Regions from separate parts of the Sus scrofa genome. Here regions 1 and 3 are each linked to region 2. The links are chromatin contacts, called in public HiChIP or PLAC-seq and promoter capture Hi-C maps. All regions are on one chromosome and are shown on one strand. Each heading gives the region's core, a stretch centred on a gene start, on an enhancer-like site or on the middle of the called end of the contact. The rest is flanking DNA. Distances are from core to core; before and after follow the strand shown.

Region 1 (3,603 bases), core at 387-2,886, 130 kb before region 2:
GGCCCCCTAGTCTGGGAACTTCCATACGCCTTGGCGTGGTGCTAAAAAGCAAAACAAAAAACAAAATAACCAAAAAACGAAACCCCAAATTTCCAAAACTTTCCCGTCTATAAAGGTGATTTGCTATATGCATAACTAAATGCGATTCGTTTATACCTCTGTAATTTTTTTTACATAGAAAGTCATAAATCAAAAACTGTTCTGAGGGAGCGGAAGAGGCGGGACTGCTGGGTGAGGCGTTGAGAACTTACCAAGGCGCCGGAGGAGGCGTGGGCGGCTGCAGCTGCAGCGGAGGCGGTGAGTAGGGGGCCAGCCTCCAGCTCAAGCTCTGGGACAGATGGACGGAGGAGACTCCACGAGAAACAGAGGAACCTAGGGTCAGGAGTAGTGGCTGCTGGCCGCTGCTTCCCGGCCTCTGCCTCTGCAGAAGCGTCAGCCCTTGCGGCTTGAGACGCGGCTGGGGCAGGCCTGAAGGTCACGGCCATGGAGCCCACGTGTTTCTGCCCGCGCAGCTGTGAGTAATCCTCCCTCTCCAGTCATCTGCACGTTAAAATGGAGGGAATTTCTTTGGTTAACCTGGGTACTAATACGCTGGAGGCCATCGCTCGGGAGATGTGTGGAGACCTCATAGAGGGTGGAATCGGAGCTGCAGCTGCCAGCCTACACCACAGCCACAGCAAGGCCATATCTGAGCCACTTCTCTGACCTATACCATCTATCCAGCCCATGGCTCCGATTTGGTGTTTTTATGCCAGGTCACTACCCGTCTCCCACTTCAGGAGCTGAAGTGAACTCTGGAAGAACATCATGGCTGTGCAGGAGGCTGTGGTTTGAAAGCCGAGCCCTGAGGGGAGCTTTTCCAGCTGCACTTGATCATGTGAGTGGGGAATTCCTATCATGTTGGCAGGTAACGACCCGGACTAGTGTGCATGAGGACTTGGGTTGATCCCTGGCCTCACTCTGTGGGTTAAGGATCCTGCGTTGCTGTGAGCTGTAAGCCTAGGCTGGCAGCTGCAGCTCTGATTAGACCCCTAGCCTAGGAACTTCCATGTGCTGGCAGGGGCAGCCCTAAAAAGGCAATAATAATAATAATAATAATAAATGTGAATGGGTTAGTCCTAGGAATGAAGGAGCAGGACTAGGTCCTCTCATCAGACTGTGCAGTATTCTGTCACATGCCCCTGTTCCTTGGGTTGTGCAGTCAGGGAGCTCTGTTACAGTGAGCATCTAGACTGTCACCACTTTCCCTGCTCCTCACAAGGGCCTAGTCCTTTACACTCGGTCCCCTTTGGACCTTCTTGATAGCAAGAGGTGTCCTTTTGTTGTTGGAAGTCAGGGATCGCCCCCAGAAATCCTGTGGCCTTAGGGGGCAGGGAAAGATGGGAAGTGTGACCCACACATCAAAACTTTCTCCATGTGACTCCCTAATTGAAGGGTGTGAAGGTGTAGAGGGCTGGAGCCCCAAGGTGAGTGAGCACCAAGCTACTTTATTTGAAATGCTGTCTTACCTCATTTTGTGTCCCAGTAAGGGGTCCAGCCTTATTTGTGGGCTTGGACCCATGTTCCTCCTGTCCTCTGCTCCACTGCCTAACTAGTGCATTTCATGACCCTGGGTGCTGCCTGATACTCTGCACTCACACTGATCAGTTTCGGTTTCTCTCTTGATGTTCCTGCTTATGAAGCCTGCCCAGTTTCCCTTTTCTTGACTTCCGTTAAGTTTGTTTTGTTTTGTTCTGTTTTCTAGTTTTTCTGAGGGCTTCAAAGAATCTTAGGGCTTCCTCTAATGGGATTGGGATGGGAAGAGAATGTCATTTTTTTGTGTATGAAAAGCAGTGTCAGGCCTGTGCCTTTCTCCAATGGGACTGCCTTGCTGGTCTTCCTTCCTGCCGTGGTGTCTTACCTCTTGAGGAGTTAGAGCTTCCCTCCACCACTTGGATACTGCCTTTTAGGACATAAACAGAGAAGCAGTAAAGGCTGACTGACTCACACAGGGATGCAGTGAGTGCTGATCCATTTTCTTTAGTCCTTACTGTCCATGGACTTGCTATCCCTTCCTTATCCCAGAAGGGACTTTTTGCCCTGTGTGGCCTGATTTGGGTTACATACTCTAGAACGCTGGGGGAACCATAGAAGTAGGGCCTCAAGACTGTCTATTATTGCATTCTCCCCCTGGAGTCGTCCTGCTCACGGTCAGGACCTAGCTGCAGATTCATCTTCAATCCTAGAATTGTAATCATTGTTTAAAAAGTCAAACTTGGCAAGCGCTAAAATAATTTTGGGATATCTGCCCTTGACTTCTTTTTTTTTTTTTTTTTTTTTAACACAGACATCTTCTAAGGGGATGTGGTCTAAGTGAGACTCTAGCCTACTTACAAATAATGTCTGGGAAACAGGCTTAAGGTAAGGAAAGCCATGGTCCATTCTTCCTTCAGGGAGGGAGCTCACACTGTGACATTACTGTTTGTTTTCTGGCCTTTTCTCCTGGTTAGAGGAGGAACATGTGGACATAGTTTTGAGTAATGGTTAGTTTATATTACCTCCCTCTTGGTTTGTGTTTTTGTTTTTTGCCCCCATTTTTAGGGCAGTAGCCCCCTGTCCTGGATGAGTATGAGGTGGAGTAGGTCCAACAGATTCCCTAAGGGGATGCGTCTGCAACCTACACCACAGCTCACAGCAACACCGGATCCTTAAAACACTGAGCGAGGCTGGGGATTGAACGTGCATCCCCATGGATACTAGTTGGGTTCATTACTGCTGAGCCAAAATGGGAATTCCACAACTCCTTTCTTTTTTCAGGAGAGAATGCTCCCTATTTAGAGTGGACAGTGGTCAGGAACTCTCCCTTTCCCTGCATATCTTTCTTCTAACAGCAGAATTCCTGTCCTTCTCTCCTCAAGTGTATTGATAACCCTGTCATTCTATTATGTATCTGGGTGTGTACGTATGAGTGTGTGTGTGTCTGTGTCTGTAGGGGGGTTGGGAGAAGGGTTTCTTTACAAATTCCTGTAGTTTGTGGCTTTTCCTTCACAATTAGTTCCCATCACTCCATGTCCCCTGGGGGCCATTGCCTGGTATCATTTGGGAAGTGTAGTGAAGCTTATCACTGTCCTTTGATTTGAAGAGCTTTAATTTTGCATAAGTAGTCCATCCTATACAGCTTGCTAACCAACTTTGTACTCTTCTTGCTCCTAATGACTGCTGGTGTAAATAAACTGCATCTCCCCATTGGTAAATGAATAAACAAAATTTTTTAAAATGAAAAAAATTATTCTTTCAGGAAACCTCATGAGGTTCATTTATTTACAACGTGTACACAAAACTGAAAGTCAAATATGCATAGGTAAAAGCATTTCAAAAATGCCTGTATCTTTTTTTTTGCCTTAGCATGTGGAAGTTCCCAGGCAGAGATGAAACCCATGCCATAGCTGTAACTGGAGCCACAGAAATGACAAGGCTGAATCCTTAACCTGTTGTGCCATGAGGGACCTCCACCTAGAGATTTTAAAAAATGTATGAATATACTTTTTACTTCATAGTTTCAGAAAGATGGGTTTTTTTTTTTTTTTTTTTTTTTTTTTTTTTGGTCTTTTTGCCATTTCTTGA
Region 2 (3,433 bases), core at 758-3,257:
ATAGTAGAGGTTCAATAAGTGTCTGTTTTGCCAAGGTTTTTTTTTTTTCCTTTTACCTAATGTGTACCTTCCTCTGGGTCAGTTTTGTTTTATCCAAAATTAACAACTGGGAGGTTCCCATGTGGCACAGTGGGTGAAGGATCTGGTGTTGCCACAACTGCAGTGTGAGTATGATCCTTGGCCAGGGAACTTTCATGTGGCGCCATTGCAGCAAAAAAAAAAAAAAAGAAAGAAAGAAAGAAAGAAAAAAAAGTATATATAGCGATAGATAGATAGATGATATATAGATAGGAGAGAAAGAAAAGAAATTTTTTAGTGTAAGCTATATTGAGTATTCTTATCTAAGGCCATATAGTTTTAGAAAAAAATAGAGAGGGGAACCTATCATTACCACAGACCTGTGACCCAGCATTACCCATGCTATCAAATAAAAGGGGAAGCCTTACAGGAACATGTCCATTATTAGTAAAAGAAAAATGTTTTTAAGAAATTTATTGGCACAACATTGTAAATCAACTATACTTTAATACAAAATTTAAAGAATAAATATGGCAATGTATAAAATTAAAAAAAATTAGAATAGTCTGTTAATAGTATTGTACCAGTGTTAACGTCCTGGGTTTGGATTTGTATTACAGTTACCACCTGCCGTCATTAAGGGAAGCAGATGAAGGGTACAGAGGACACTACAAGTTTTGCAATTTCTTGTGAGTCTATAATTATTTAACAACAAAAAGCTAAAAAAGAAATCATTTGGGCTAGAATCTAAAAAATGAGTAATTATCCAGGAAGTAGTGTGAGTGGGGAAGACCTGCCATAGGGATGAAGGGACAGCATTTCAAGTAGAGGAAACCCCCTGTTCAAAAGCATGTTGAAGCATTGAGAGAAGGATGTTGTGGTTAGAGCTGGCTGAGCAAGGCAGAGAGTGGCATTGGACTGTGCCCCCCCGGCCCCCTTTCTCTGGGAGCTCTGCCTGACAAAATGGAGTTTGGGGGTGCTCTAAGCTGAGGACCAGATCCCCACCTATAATTACCTCTCCCTCTGAGAACCCACCCACCATGCCATAAGCAGTAGCTCAAGATACATGGGGAGGCCACATGCCTTGACCCAGCAGAGCCCCCGTGTCCACAGCCAGTATCAAGTACCAGTGAGTGGGTGGGTGTCTCAGACTTCCAGCCCAGTCAGATCTTCAGATGACCGCAGCCCCAGCCAGCATCTAAGGGCACTTCATGCAGTAAGAACCACTCAGTTGAACCTAGTCAATCTACAGAACTGTAATGGATCCTCATGGAAACCATTCTTTTAAAGCAACTGATAACTTGGAGCTCCTGTCATGGCTCAGTGGTTAACAAATCTGACCAGGAACCATGAGGTTTCGGGTTCAATCCCTGGCCGCACTCAGTGGGTTAAGGATCTGGTCTTACTGTGAGCTATGGTGTAGGTTGCAGATGCGGCTCAGATCCCGCATTGCTGTGGCTGTGGTGTAGGCTGGCAGCTACAGCTCCAATTAGACCCCAAGCCTGGGAACCTCCATATGTTCATGAGTGCGGCCCTAGAAAAGACAAAACAAAAAAAAATGAACAAACAAAAAAATAATAAAGCAACTGATAACTTGAATGAGAAGTAATTCTAGCTACAGAGCCTATAATGGACTTTCACTTGCCTTAACTCTTGATCTTCACAAGCATCTCATAGACTATAATATCTTGGTGGGCACCTGGTTCACCATTGTACTCCAACATAATACCTTGCACATTGAACATCCTCAATAAAAATATTTGTTAAACGAAAAAAAAAAAAGGTTAAGCAAGATTTTTCAGGAGCACCTTCTGTAACAGCAGTCCTTTGTCCCACTTGGAACTCTTAACACCAAGGTGAAAGACCTCTGCCTTTGGAGTTGGGGAAATCAGAATAGCAAAGAGAAAAGCAGGAATGCTTACAAATATGTGCAAGAGGCAAAGATACATGATGAAATACTTTCATTTGGACTCTTTCAAAAGACCCAGTTTTGGTCACAAGGAAAAGTGACCTTTGAAATAGAAACTGAACATTTTTGCTTTCTCCACTAGGCAGCTATAGTTGAGTGTTTTCCCTCTCATTGATTGTTACTTGTTATGTGGAGAAGCCCCAAGACTCCCCTGTTGAAAACCTGGATTTCTGTTCTGGCTGCCTGTTTGTTACACAGATGAGTGTTTGGGCAAGTTATTTTCTCTAAGCCCTTAATTCCTTGTTCAAAGTTAAGGGATTCAGTAGCCACCTCACTGGAGTGCTTGATCACTAAATATTGTAATAAGGTATTTAGGACAACACTCAATGGATGGAATATAGCAAAAAAAAAAAAAAGTGTTGGTTGACTTCACTTATTATGTTTCTTGCTCTTCAAGGCCACCACTTCTCTCCCATGAAAAGGAAGTTCTGTTTTATATTCTTTTTTTCTCTTGACAATTTTCTTAAGTGCCTACAGACTAGATACTAGGAGTACAATGATAAAACAAGGAGCTCACGGTTGAAGGAGACAGGAAATAAGTTTAGTAACGTGTGTAGGTGCCATGATGCAAGACTTTTTGGGAAACTTGGAAAGAAGAGAGCCATCATTTCTCCTGGGAGGGCACTGAGGGTTATAAAAATTTCCTGGAGGAGTTCCTGTTATGGCTCATACACTTAAGAACCCTGTGCTTAAAAAATAAATAAATAAATAAATAAATAAATAAATAAAGAGAGAACCTGATGCTATCTCTGTGAGCATGGGGGTTTAATCCCTCGCCTTGCTCAGTGGGTTAAGGTTAAGGATCTTGTGGGGCCGTGGCTGTGGCGTAGGTCAGCACCTGCAGCTCTGATTTGATCCCTAGCTTGGGAACTTCCATTTATGCTGCAGATGTGGCCTGTAGAACTGAGTATCTGACAGTAGAAAAAACCAGTCATAGAGAGCAGGGTAGAACAGCCTGGAAGGCTGAATCAGAAAGCACTCAGAGTGGGGTGTGTCAGGTGTTGAGTGTTGGGAGGGGTGGGTGGTGGCCATCACAATCTGAGAATTCAGGTAGAACTGAGTCTGAGAGATCAGGTAGAACCCAAGCCTCAAGGGCCTGCTGTGCTCTTGAAATAGTGGTTTATTTGAAATAGTAAGTGTTGAGATATGCCTTACTTTAGATGTCTACATTTCTACGAAGTTATCTATGCAGTGAGATTTTACAAAATAAATCACATTTAATTTCTTAAATTGATTAAGATGAACATAGCACCCTTTTGCAAACTCCTTAAGCAATGAAAGAAGAGAACACACTTTAGAAACCTACCTTGCAACCCATGCGCAAGTGCATTAACATGTAAGAGAGCTACTGTGTCAATATTTCAACCACAAGCCTCAGGGGTCACAACATCCAGCATCTCAAGACAAAAATCATACTACTCTATTTGGAGAAGAGGGGAAAAGACA
Region 3 (3,535 bases), core at 100-2,599, 150 kb before region 2:
CCCCCAGCCCCGCCCCAGCCCTGCCCTCAGCAGCTCCCAGCACAGAAACTGACCGAAAGTCCGGGGCCTTGGCGGCGCCCAGCCCGGCCGGTCTCAGGACGCTTCGGGCCGCGGACGCGCGGGGCGCCGCAGCGGCTGGAGCTCCATACAGCCCGTGGTCTCCGGGACCCACAGCGGCTCGCGCACCCCGCAGCCCTCAGCCCGGGGCGCCGGCCGCCCCCGCCCCTCTCCCCGAGCGGCGGCCGCGTGGTACCTGCACACGGTGATCAGGTTTCTCCTCTCCACCGCGGCGTTGCGGGCGCTCAGGCTCTTCTTGCCGCTGCCACCCGCGCCGCGGCTCCCACCCAGGCCCCCCCCCGCCCGCCAGGCTCCGCGAGGCCATGTCGGGCTGACCCCCGCGCCCCTTTTGTCTGGTACAACCCGCCTGCTCCCACACCTGCTTCCCCAGGGACTCCCTCCGCGGGCGGCCGTTAAGGCGTGGGAGGGTCGTAGGGAAAGAGCAGGGTCAGAGAGCGGATGAGGAAGACGGCGGGGGAGCCGCCCCCGGGAATTGGCAGCTGGCTCTCCGCACCAGAGCTCCACACACACATACACAGACTCACGCGCACACACGCACGCGCCACCCCCGCTTTCACGCGCTCCTCCAACCTCCAGGCCCCTCAAATCCAATCACACACACCTGGCAGCCACTCTCGCCCCAGCCGCGGCCGCTCAACCCCGCCCTCCCATCGCCTGTCGGGCGGACCCCGCCTAGCTGAAGCCAATCTTAGTGCTCGACGAGCGGGGCCGGCCACTGGGAGCTTCAAAGCAAAGTGCTAGAGCCCCGCCCTGGCGCGTGGGCAGCTTTCCAGATGCTGGGCTCAGGCTCGCGGTCCGCTAGCTGTAAGCTGTTGGCACGCGGCGGAGCCGCGAGGTAGCTGGCCGTGGGATCGTGGGATGAGAGGCTCAGAAGTGTTCACGCGTGTTTAGACCTTTGCTCGGAACCCCACTAATGGTTGGCCTCTCTAGCTGTGATGGCTGATCATGCTCCCAGAGGCCAGCTCTCAAGTCCAGGTGCATCAGAAGCTGCAATGCCAGGGACACAGTAGCTCAGGCTCCCGCGCCTGATCTAGGGCTTGACTCCCAGGAAGGAAGCGGGGTTCCTTTTGTCCTAACGCCCTCCCTTGGCCTAGTAAACACAAATAACTCAAGGAGGGAAACTGCCGGCAGAATATTCCTCTTGGGGCGTCTAGTGGTGGGGTTTTTGACCCCCCCCCCCCCAAGCCGCATCTCTCCTGGCCTAACACCTAGCACGGGCTTCACCTGGGACTGGCCGCCCGCATAAGACGGAGCGCTGTGTGGAGTGTAGTCTGCTCGTTGAGCGGGTCTCCCGCCCTGGGCGGTGACTAGGTATTGGAGTGGATGCCATGAGCCTACCGGCAATTCTGCCTTGCGACCTGCCAGAGGCCAAGAATGCTGCCCTTGTGGTGCGTGTTTGGAACCTACTGCCTACTTTACAAAGCTTCTCCACCCCTCCAGCCTTAGCAGCAGGGAGGCCCTGGCTTTGGTCTCCTAGTCTCTGGCGCTGATCTAGGCCGGCCATTCACCACTTTTTTCATCAATAAAAAAGGCCCAGATTTTACGTGAAATCTTTATTGTGAGCTATTTCTATGGGGCTAGCTCCGTGCTAGTTTAAAATCCATTAAACTTGCACCTCTGGTTTTGAAGTTTCTGTCAAAGAAGAATGTTAGCAGGAGTTCCCATCATGGCTCAGTATAAACGAATCTGACGAGCTTCCATGAGGACGTGGGATTGATCTCTGGCTTTTATCAGTGGGTTAAGGATCTGGTATTGCTAGTGAGCTGTGGTGTAGGTTGCAGACATGGCTCGGATCTGGTGTTGCTGTGGCTATGGCGCAGGTCAGCAGCTGTGGCTCAGGTTGGACCCCTAGCCTGGGAGCCTCCATATGCCCCAGGTGTGGTCCTAAAAAAGAGAGAAAAAAAAATGTTACAGAATGGATATATAGATACAGTGCAGATATCTCTTCTTGTATATTATATAATTTACTAGAGGAAGTACTGTTACTCTATGTTGCATGCTTTTAAAAGACAGAGTTTTGGAATTCCCGTCATAGCCCAGGGGAAACGAATCCCACTAGGAACCATGAGGTTTTGGGTTCGATCCCTGGCCTTGCTCAGTAGGTTAAGGATCCAGCATTGCCGTGAGCTGTGGTGTAGGTTGCAGACGAGGCTCATATCTAGTGTTGCTATGGCTGTGTTGTAGGCCGGCAGCCATGGCTCCGATTAGACCCCTAGCTTAGGAACCTCCGTGTTCCGTGGGTGCGGCCCTAAAAAAAAAGAAAAAGAAATAAAATACAGAGTTTTGTATATTAAAGCTGTAGATTACTAATCTCTGAGATTGTAAAAATTGTTAATCTCTATTTAAAATTCTCAGGGCAATCGCTGGCCTGGGAACTTCTTCATGCCTAGGGTGCGGCCAAAAATAATTAAAGAAAATAAAATTGTCAAGACAAAGACTGAGACTTTTTATTTTTTTTTATTTTTTTAATTGTAATCAATTGTTATTTCCCCAATACATTTTTTCCTACTGTACAGCATGGTGACTCAGTTACACATACATGTATACATTCTATTTTCTCACATTATCAGGCTCCATCATAAGTGACTAGACATAGTTCCCAGTGCTACACAGCAGGGTCTCATTGCTAATCCATTCCAAATGCAATAGTGTGACCCCAAGCTCCCAATCCATCCGGTTCCCTCCCTCTCCCCCTTGGCAACCATATGTCTATTCTCCAAGTCCATGATTTTCTTTTCTGTGGAAAGGTTCATTTGTGCGGTATATTAGATTCTAGATATGAATGATATCACATGGTATTTGTCTTTTTCTGACTTAAGACTAATACGTTTTATCTACTTGGACTATTCACAGTAGAATGAAAATACATATAGGAAAAGAAATTTGTCTTAAGTAATTTACTACAATAAATATTCATATGTTGAAATTATAAGAAAACAATTTAGAAAGACCTTAAACATTATTTTATTCACATAAATAAAAGCAGGAGGGTTTTCCAATCCGTTTGTTGCCAGACATTTCTTGTCTGCTCTATGGTGATGCAGAAGCTCATAAGCAGATTTGCCCTACTTACAGTGAAACTGTTTTTTTTTTTTTTTTTTTTTTTTTTTTTTGGTCTTTTTGCCATTTTCTTGGGCCGCTCCCGCAGCATATGGAGGTTCCCAGGCTAGGGGTTGAATTGGAGCTGTAGCTGCCGGCCTACGCCAGAGCAACAGCAACACGGGAGCTGAGCCAAGTCTGTGACCTACACCACAGCTCACAGCAACGCCGGATCCTTAACCCACTGAGCAAGGCCAGGGATTGAACCCACAAGCTCATGGTTCCTAGTAGGATTCGTTAGCCACTGAGTCACAACGGGAACTCCGAAATTGTTGTCATTTAAACACACATTAGAACTGCATAGGGAGAAGAGTGGAAAGCCATCAGATATCAAGAAAATTCCATGCTGGTTTTTCTT

Evidence for each region. Promoter capture Hi-C pulls out the DNA fragments that hold promoters and counts their contacts. HiChIP or PLAC-seq counts read pairs in DNA pulled down with a chosen protein or histone mark.
Region 1: a contact with region 2 is called in an H3K27ac HiChIP or PLAC-seq map of alveolar macrophages. The contact joins two enhancer-like sites. A contact is called at or near these places in 13 of 47 Hi-C or Micro-C datasets (alveolar macrophages, embryonic fibroblasts, epiblast stem cells and 8 more) and 1 of 2 datasets of contacts at active chromatin or transcription factors (alveolar macrophages).
Region 3: a contact with region 2 is called in a promoter capture Hi-C map of liver, with 2.5 times the contacts expected there. The contact joins two enhancer-like sites. A contact is called at or near these places in 1 of 5 promoter capture datasets (liver) and 13 of 47 Hi-C or Micro-C datasets (alveolar macrophages, embryonic fibroblasts, epiblast stem cells and 8 more).

What each region holds. Positions count from the first base shown.
Region 1 is chr9:93,025,000-93,028,602 of Sscrofa11.1, forward strand. No RefSeq gene overlaps it. Among named protein-coding and RNA genes, the nearest start is that of ABCB1, 24 kb to the right of the region's middle. Within about 2 kb of position 1,637, at least 27 of the 83 cell types and tissues checked have an H3K27ac peak or open chromatin away from gene starts, as enhancers often do. A contact at or near this core is called in alveolar macrophages, liver and retroperitoneal adipose tissue, where this site is marked.
Region 2 is chr9:93,154,679-93,158,111 of Sscrofa11.1, forward strand. No RefSeq gene overlaps it. Among named protein-coding and RNA genes, the nearest start is that of ABCB4, 15 kb to the right of the region's middle. Within about 2 kb of position 2,008, at least 5 of the 83 cell types and tissues checked have an H3K27ac peak or open chromatin away from gene starts, as enhancers often do. A contact at or near this core is called in alveolar macrophages, fetal liver, liver and 1 more, where this site is marked.
Region 3 is chr9:93,006,547-93,010,081 of Sscrofa11.1, forward strand. No RefSeq gene overlaps it. Among named protein-coding and RNA genes, the nearest start is that of ABCB1, 42 kb to the right of the region's middle. Within about 2 kb of position 1,350, at least 29 of the 83 cell types and tissues checked have an H3K27ac peak or open chromatin away from gene starts, as enhancers often do. A contact at or near this core is called in fetal liver, liver and retroperitoneal adipose tissue, where this site is marked.